Regions from separate parts of the Sus scrofa genome. Here region 1 is linked to region 2. Evidence: chromatin contacts called from public HiChIP or PLAC-seq data. All regions are on one chromosome and are shown on one strand. The core of a region is the stretch at or near the end of the contact, and the rest is flanking DNA. Distances in the headings are between cores, read along the strand shown. Region 1 overlaps RABEP1 (rab GTPase-binding effector protein 1). Region 2 holds the start of C1QBP (complement component 1 Q subcomponent-binding protein, mitochondrial).

What was found. HiChIP or PLAC-seq counts read pairs in DNA pulled down with a chosen protein or histone mark.
Region 1: a contact with region 2 is called in an H3K27ac HiChIP or PLAC-seq map of skeletal muscle, with 8 times the contacts expected there. The contact joins the enhancer-like site here to the promoter of C1QBP in region 2. A contact is called at or near these places in 3 of 5 promoter capture datasets (fetal liver, fetal skeletal muscle and liver), 14 of 47 Hi-C or Micro-C datasets (adipocytes, alveolar macrophages, embryonic fibroblasts and 9 more) and 2 of 2 datasets of contacts at active chromatin or transcription factors (alveolar macrophages and skeletal muscle).

The regions. Positions count from the first base shown.
Region 1 is chr12:51,747,583-51,750,957 of Sscrofa11.1, forward strand. The region is part of intron 2 of RABEP1 (rab GTPase-binding effector protein 1); the gene reads right to left. Among named protein-coding and RNA genes, the nearest start is that of SCIMP, 23 kb to the right of the region's middle. Within about 2 kb of position 1,704, at least 44 of the 83 cell types and tissues checked have an H3K27ac peak or open chromatin away from gene starts, as enhancers often do. A contact at or near this core is called in alveolar macrophages, embryonic fibroblasts, fetal liver and 7 more, where this site is marked.
Region 2 is chr12:51,546,840-51,550,325 of Sscrofa11.1, forward strand. It overlaps C1QBP (complement component 1 Q subcomponent-binding protein, mitochondrial), which reads left to right and starts at 1,522. Exons shown (of 6, transcript XM_021067745.1): 1 at 1,522-1,858; 2 at 2,424-2,574. The coding sequence starts at 1,627. It overlaps DHX33 (putative ATP-dependent RNA helicase DHX33), which reads left to right. Exons shown (of 13, transcript XM_021067729.1): 13 at 1-495.

The sequences.
Region 1 (3,375 bases), core at 454-2,953, 200 kb after region 2:
CTGGAGGGTTGTAGGCAGGAGAATCAAGGATCCCTGGAGGGACTGGATGCTTCCTGTGGGCTCATCAGAGCTTTCTCCGCTTCTGAAATAAGACAGAGCAGTTGCCATGGACCTGGCTTCCCTCTCCAGGGATCTCCAAGCTGATCTGCCCGAATGTATCTTTGAATCAAACCTAAAAAGTTTGAAATACATCACACGTGGCCAACATACCACGCAGCCTGGCACTGGCCTCCTGGTGTGTAGATTTCCGACCCCACAAGTCGGGCAGGATGTACCAGGTGTCCTGATAGAATCGGGGAGGCCCACCTGCAGCTGCTGGGGGGTGAGGGGGCGGGGGCACAGTGGCAACTGCAATCCTTGCTTTTAGCCTGTTGCGATGTGTTCCAGTTTAAGAGGGCCCAGAGAAACATCTTTTCTGAGTCTACTATCCAGTTTACTCTTAACCAGCCCTCCATGACTGGACACGTGCCTTGCAAAGATACACAGATTGAAGAAAAATTATTAAAGCCACTTCAAGCCCCAAACAAGGAAGTAGTAAAGCCGGAGCCTCTCCTGGTGGAAGTCCTTCTACAGCCAGGTTATGATAAGAAGACATTGACGCACTAATTAGATCTGACAAATCAGCAAGAGAACAAGAGAGAGAAATGATCAAAAAGAATGTTTGAACTACATGCTTTTTTTGTTTGTTTTTTGGTCTTTTTAGGGCCGCTCCCGTGGCACATGGAGGTTCCCAGGCTAGGGGTCGAATCGGAGCTGTAGCCGCCAGCCTACACCACAGCCACAGCAACGCGGGATCGGAGCCACATCTGCGATCTACATCACAGCCCACAGCAACGCCGGATCCTTAACCCACTGAGCAAGGCCAGGGATCGAACCTGCAACCTCAGGGTTCCTAGTCGGCTTGGTTTCTACTGCGCCACGACGGGAACTCCTGAAATACATGCTTCTACCCATGATCATTCATGTTGCCTTTGACCCTGAGTCTGTTCTGAGAAAATAATGGTAAGTGAGTAATTACGAGCCATAGTAATAATAGGAATAACTGGTAGCGTGTGCTCAAAAGCGTGTTGTTGTCAATAGTAGAATCACCTAAGTCTGGAGATCATTTGCTGAGAGCAAATCTCCCAGTGGATCCTACTCCGCCAGCACACCATCGAACCCAGGGCAGGTGCTCAAAAACTATGTGTGCAAAAATATCTGATGGTGGAGCATCAAACTCCCCCCCACCCCCACCCTCGCCTGCGACACTGAACCTGGGCTGCAGTAGTGAAGGCGCCAAGTTCCCACCGGGGAACTCCCTCAGGCTGTCTCCTCTTCCTCTCGCGCCAAGTGCCCAGCTCAGGCCTGGCCTCTGACCCCCTGGGATGCCTGCCTCCCCTCCTTGCTGATTTCCCCACATCCCACCCTGCTTACCTCCATCCCCCTCTGCCGCTGAGTGATCTTCCAACAGGCCTAAGACCGTCAGTGGCCCCCCGCTGCGAGCTGGATACAACCCCCGTTTCTCAGCCAGATGTACAAGGCCTTCAAGAACAGTGTCCAGCCTTGCCTCACCTCGTCCCCATCCTCTAGCCCATCTCACCAAGTGCCCAGGAGCCAAACTACTTCGAGTTCCTTGAAAGTATCTTCAAGGCCATTGGTCTCACCTGCCGGTCTGTCTAGATTTATTCCTTCTAACCCTTTCAACTTGAGTCTAGACAGGATCTCTTCCAGCAAACCTTCCCTGACTCATCACCTCCCTGGTCTGAGCTGAAGACCAGCTCCTTAGGGCCCCTATCAGAGCGTCAGCAACTTCTGGCTCTGTGTTTTGCTCTCCACTCCTTGAAAGTAGGAAGTGGGTCTATAGCCAGGGCTTCCATGTAGAGGCTGCAGGGATGACTGGAAGAAAGAATGAAACTCTTGGTTTGGGCAGGGCGTTCAGGCACAGGTTTCTCATTAGGATGTCAAGCAAAGGCTCCCTGCAGATTCCTTCTGGGGAGGGCGAAACTTGCAGGAATCCATCCCTAAGGGATGTGAGTCACTCTGCAAGGCTCTTAATCTTGCCTGTCGCTTTGGGTTTGGCCCTCCTCTTTTCGCTGGACCATGCTGTCTTCTACACACACTCATGCGCTCTCTCTCCCTGTCATCAGATTGCAAACTTGGGCTCCAAGCGCCCTCTGTGCAGCTAGGGTCTGGATCTGCACGCGTGGGGAAGGCGCATGTCCTGGTCTTTTGCCCTGAACACACACAGGAAGTCAGCCAGCCAGGCAGCCAGCCACAGTTATATTTAGATGTCTGTCACCTGATGGGGTCCTCCATTAATCAGGGCACAGTGGCAGCTGTGGTATTTCGGGAGTAAACTGAGGTGGGACCAGGGGTAGTGAGGAACGGGGCAGGAAGCCTGGGCATTGACTCCAGGCTCATTTAGGCAAGACCAAGGGCAGGGGTGAAAACGCACAGCTTACAGGAAAGCTGGAGAGATGGAGGTCAGACTCAAGGAGATCTGGGACTTGAGGGGAATCAGTGCCTGGCTTGGGGCTGGGGGAGGTGGTGCCTGGGAGATTAGAAGGAAGAATGGCTCAGCTCTTCTGGCCCCTTCCCTGCCCCGGAGGCTGGTCGGGGGCAGGATCTTGGGCCCCTTCCTGCCGGGTGAGCTGTGGCTGAGTGAGTAGCTCTCTGACAGGCAGTAACGCCCAGCCGCAGTCAGCAGTGAAAGCTGCGGTCAGCTGATCCCATCCACAAGGGAGAAATGAGAAAGAAGCACACATGCAGGATTTTTTTTTTTTTTTTAGGGCTGCACCTGTGGCATATGGACGTTCCCAGGCTAGGGGTCAAATCAGAGCTACAACTGCCAGCCTACACCACAGCCACAGCCACACAAGATCTGAGCCATGTCTGCGACCTACACTTCAGCTCTTCACAATGCCAGATTCTTAACCCACTGAGCCGAGGCCAGGGATCGAACCCGCATCCTCATGGATACTACTCAGATTCGTTACCGCTGAGTCATAGCGGGAACTCCCATGAAGGATTTTTTTTTTTTTTTCCAATCCCCAAAGGCCTTTCTTGCCTCAGATTTGGTTTATTAAATGACTGCCCTGGGAGCCAGGGATGGGCCCTAAATCACCATTGAGCCGGTTGCTTTTCCTTCCTTTCATCTCTAGAATCCATCCCCACCCCCCTGGAGGGCGTGTTGCAAGGATCTCTTGCTCTGGCCTTGCCCCTCCAGGCTATTCCAGACGCTGCCCAAAACAGTTGGCTTCCCACAGCCAAATAAATACAAGGAAAACATAGCAGAGGGATCCATTGTCACTGAAAATATGTAGTTTTCTAGATAGTCAAGTACGTTTAGATCTGGTGGACACACCGTTCTCTGGGAAGTCCCCTTTGGTGACACTG
Region 2 (3,486 bases), core at 272-2,771:
CAGGTGTTTGTCCTCCTGCGTCTAGTAATCATGGCGCTTGGAGCCTTCAAGGCAGCACAGATTTCATTACAAGGGGAAAAAGCGCCAACACCCAGTTCTTGGTAAAAATCCTAACTTAATGTTGCCTCTCTGTTGTAAAGAGATGCCAGAATGAGGACAAGTTTTTCCTTTGTGGATCCAACTGATTATGTACTGTGATGTCTGAATCCATTGAATCCAGCTCTCCAGAAATGAGTAGAACTATGACCAGGCATCTGAGGTACCACCCCTTGAACATATAAGGAAACAGTGCATCTATGGGGAAGCAAGAATTGTATTTGATCAGAATATTACAACTTATAGAAAAAAGCCCCCAAAAATCTAGTTCGGGTTTGTGCTGTATTTTGAGAGTCTGTTCTTGATCAGACATAACTATAGAAACATCAGCTCTTGCATATAATGCTCAAATTTGCACACAGCTATTAAATCCATTAAAAGTGAACCTTAAAAAAAAAAGCATACCATAAGTGAATCTTGTACGTGATGTGTGTGACGTGATGTGTGTGGCTTCTTTCTTGGGTGTCCTTTCCTTTATTCACAAAATGTTGTTTAGAATATATTGTTTTAGGAGTTCCCGTCGTGGCCCAGTGGTTAACGAATCCGACTAGGAACCATGAGGTTGCGGGTTCGATCCCTGGCCTTGCTCAGTGGGTTAAGGATCCGGCGTTGCCGTGAGCTGTTGTGTAGGCTGCAGACGTGGCTTGGATCCCGCATTGCTGTGGTTCTGGCGTAGGCTGGAGGCTCCAGCTCCGATTGGACCCCTGGCCTGGGAACCTCCATATGCCGCGGGAGCAGCCCTAGGAAAAAAAAAAGGAATATATTGTTTTATTTTCACCACTGATTTGGGAAGACTTACTTTCTTGATGACCCTGTGTATTTTACGTGCCCTGGTAAGGTAGGAAGATTAGTTTTCTTAATCTAAATCTAATGTAAGCTGTGAGGTTTTTGCCCCCAGAAAAATAATGTCCTGTTGGAACATTAAGGTGTAAAGTTGGAGAGAGCTGGGGAGTCACAGGAATTGATCAGGGACCTTGCCCTTAGGAGCGCCAGGCCTGGTGGGAGTGAGGGGTGGCTTCCAGGTAAACCAGTATTGCCAGGTTTCTGCCAAGAAAAGAATGAAACCCAGGGGCCGAGTCACACAGGCATGAGTCCCTGTGTCTCAAGGAAGAGGAGGAAGCTCCAGGAAGGCTTCCTAAGGGAGATGGCCTCGGAGGCTGGTCTTTGGGAGTTGTGGGTGGCAAGAATGCATTCCACGAAGTCATAGAAAACCTGGCTGTGCTTGAGAAGAGTAGATGGAAGTTTAGAGGGTGTGTCAGCAGCCACTGGAGAGAACTGATGCTGGACAATTGAACTCAGCCGACTCCGGAAAGAAAATTTAGTTACGCGAGTCCAGCACCGGAGGCCGCCAGCAGAGGGCGCCATCCCGCCCACGGTGTCTTCGGTCTGCAAAGAGGCAGCGCGGAAGCGCTTCCCTGGCAGGGGCGGGACTTCCGGCGGCGGTCCTATCACTAGGGGGCGCGGTGAGAAGGAGTCGTCCTTCTTGGAGTGAGTCGTCTTTCGCATCCACACGTGTCCTCCGCTGCCAAAATGCTGCAACTGCTACGCTGCGTGCCCCGCGCCCTGGGCACCGCCGTCGCCGGCCTTTGCGTCGCCGCGCCCTCCCAGCCGCTCCCGCGGCTGCTGCAGCCCGCGTCCCGGCTGTGCGCCCGGCCCTTCGGGCTCCTGAGCGTGCGTGCCGGGTCGGTGCAGCCGCCCAGCCTCCTACGGCCTCGGGGGCCCTGCGCCTGCGGCTGCGGCTGCGGCGGGCTGCACACCGAAGGTGAGACTCGAGCACGTGGGCCGGGAGCTTAACGGACCGGGTTCTGGGTGGAGCAGGGGGACCCGGGACGGGGAAGTTTAGATCTCAAGTGGACAGACCGGAGCCGCGCCCGAGGTCGGGAACAATCTCCCACTGATCGGCGAAAGGCGGGGTAAACCCACGCGAGATTGCCCGTGAGGGGAGAGATACTTAAGCTTAGTCTCTCGAAAATGGATTTTTGTGAAAGCCAAAGGTCGCGGGTAGAAGTAGCGGTGATGGTAGTTAGCAAGAGAAGTAGGGTAGTTACGAATTCTTTTGCTTTGTTTTGAAAAGTGGTAAGAAGTTTATTGTTGAGAATCACTTTTACAGAATCGAGCTCAACTTCTTACTGATAACTTAACGGCATTTTTACAGATGGGGAAACTGAGTCCTAATGGATATGGGTTGGTCTAAGTTCCTAGAGCCACTAATAGTACAAGTATTAGAAATAGCTCAAGTCCAGATCTCTGCCTACAGGAACCTGGGTCATTTTTCTCTTTTAGATTGATTGGTTCTTTTTTCTGTAACTAAGTGATTTCTATTGCAGGGGACAAAGCTTTTGTTGAATTTCTTAATGATGAGATTAAGGAAGAGAAGAAGATACAGAAGCATAAGTCTCTCCCCAAGATGTCTGGAGGTTGGGAGCTGGAAGTGAATGGGACAGAAGCCAAATTAGTGAGGAAAGTTGCTGGAGAAAAGTAAGTACTGGGGCCTGTGGACTCCATGACCCTGCAAGAGCTGCCCTGAGTCATCCCCAAACAGCCTTTAGTTGGTTGCTGCGGTGTAGGTCACAACTGCAGCCCAGATCTGATCCCTGACCTGGAAACTCCATATGCCAAGGGGTGGCCAGAAAGGAAAAACAAAACCAAAAACCAGCCTTTAGTTAAGGCAGGTACTTTGACACTTTCTGAGAGCTGAGAGGCCTTGTTTTGGTAACTTCACAAGCTCCAGGCCGTTCATCCGCTGCACACTGATGTGCTGTGGTGGTTAATGAGAAGGTAGTAAGAAAGTAGAAAGAAGCCAAGTAGCTGGGAGTCTGTTGGACCAGTAGAGGCATCATTCACTAAACCCTTACTGGTGAGGGAGGCCACGCCTTTCCTAAATCTAGGCATGCAAATTCAGAAATTCTGACAGTAGGAGAGAATCTCTGAGTTACAGGCTAGGAAAACAAAGCCCCTACTGTGTTTACAGTGGAGAAAAGAAGATAAGTGGCAGGATGGGGTATGGCAAGGGTTATCATTAGAGAGGTGGGAAGCCTTCCACTTGGTTAAGCTAAGTCCGCGATCCACTCTGGGTGAACAAAGGTTTCTGTTTGTGCTGTGAAGTAGGATTCTGGTTCTTTTTCACCTGGTGGTGTAGTTAGTGTGTTTCCCCTTCATAAATCCATCGTGTTATTCTGGAACTTTGCCTAAACCACTTGACTAGGGTAAGTCATAGGCAGTTTAAGGCCAGTGTAAAAATAATGTTCTAATGAACGTAACTGCAATTTGGTGCCCAGGAGCTCAGCTTAGTCAGCACTGTTGCAGATTAGACAAATTTTATGGCTGAACCTCAAACCTCAAACTGACAAGGCGGCTGGTTAGCACAGCCCGGAGAAGAACTACAGCGCA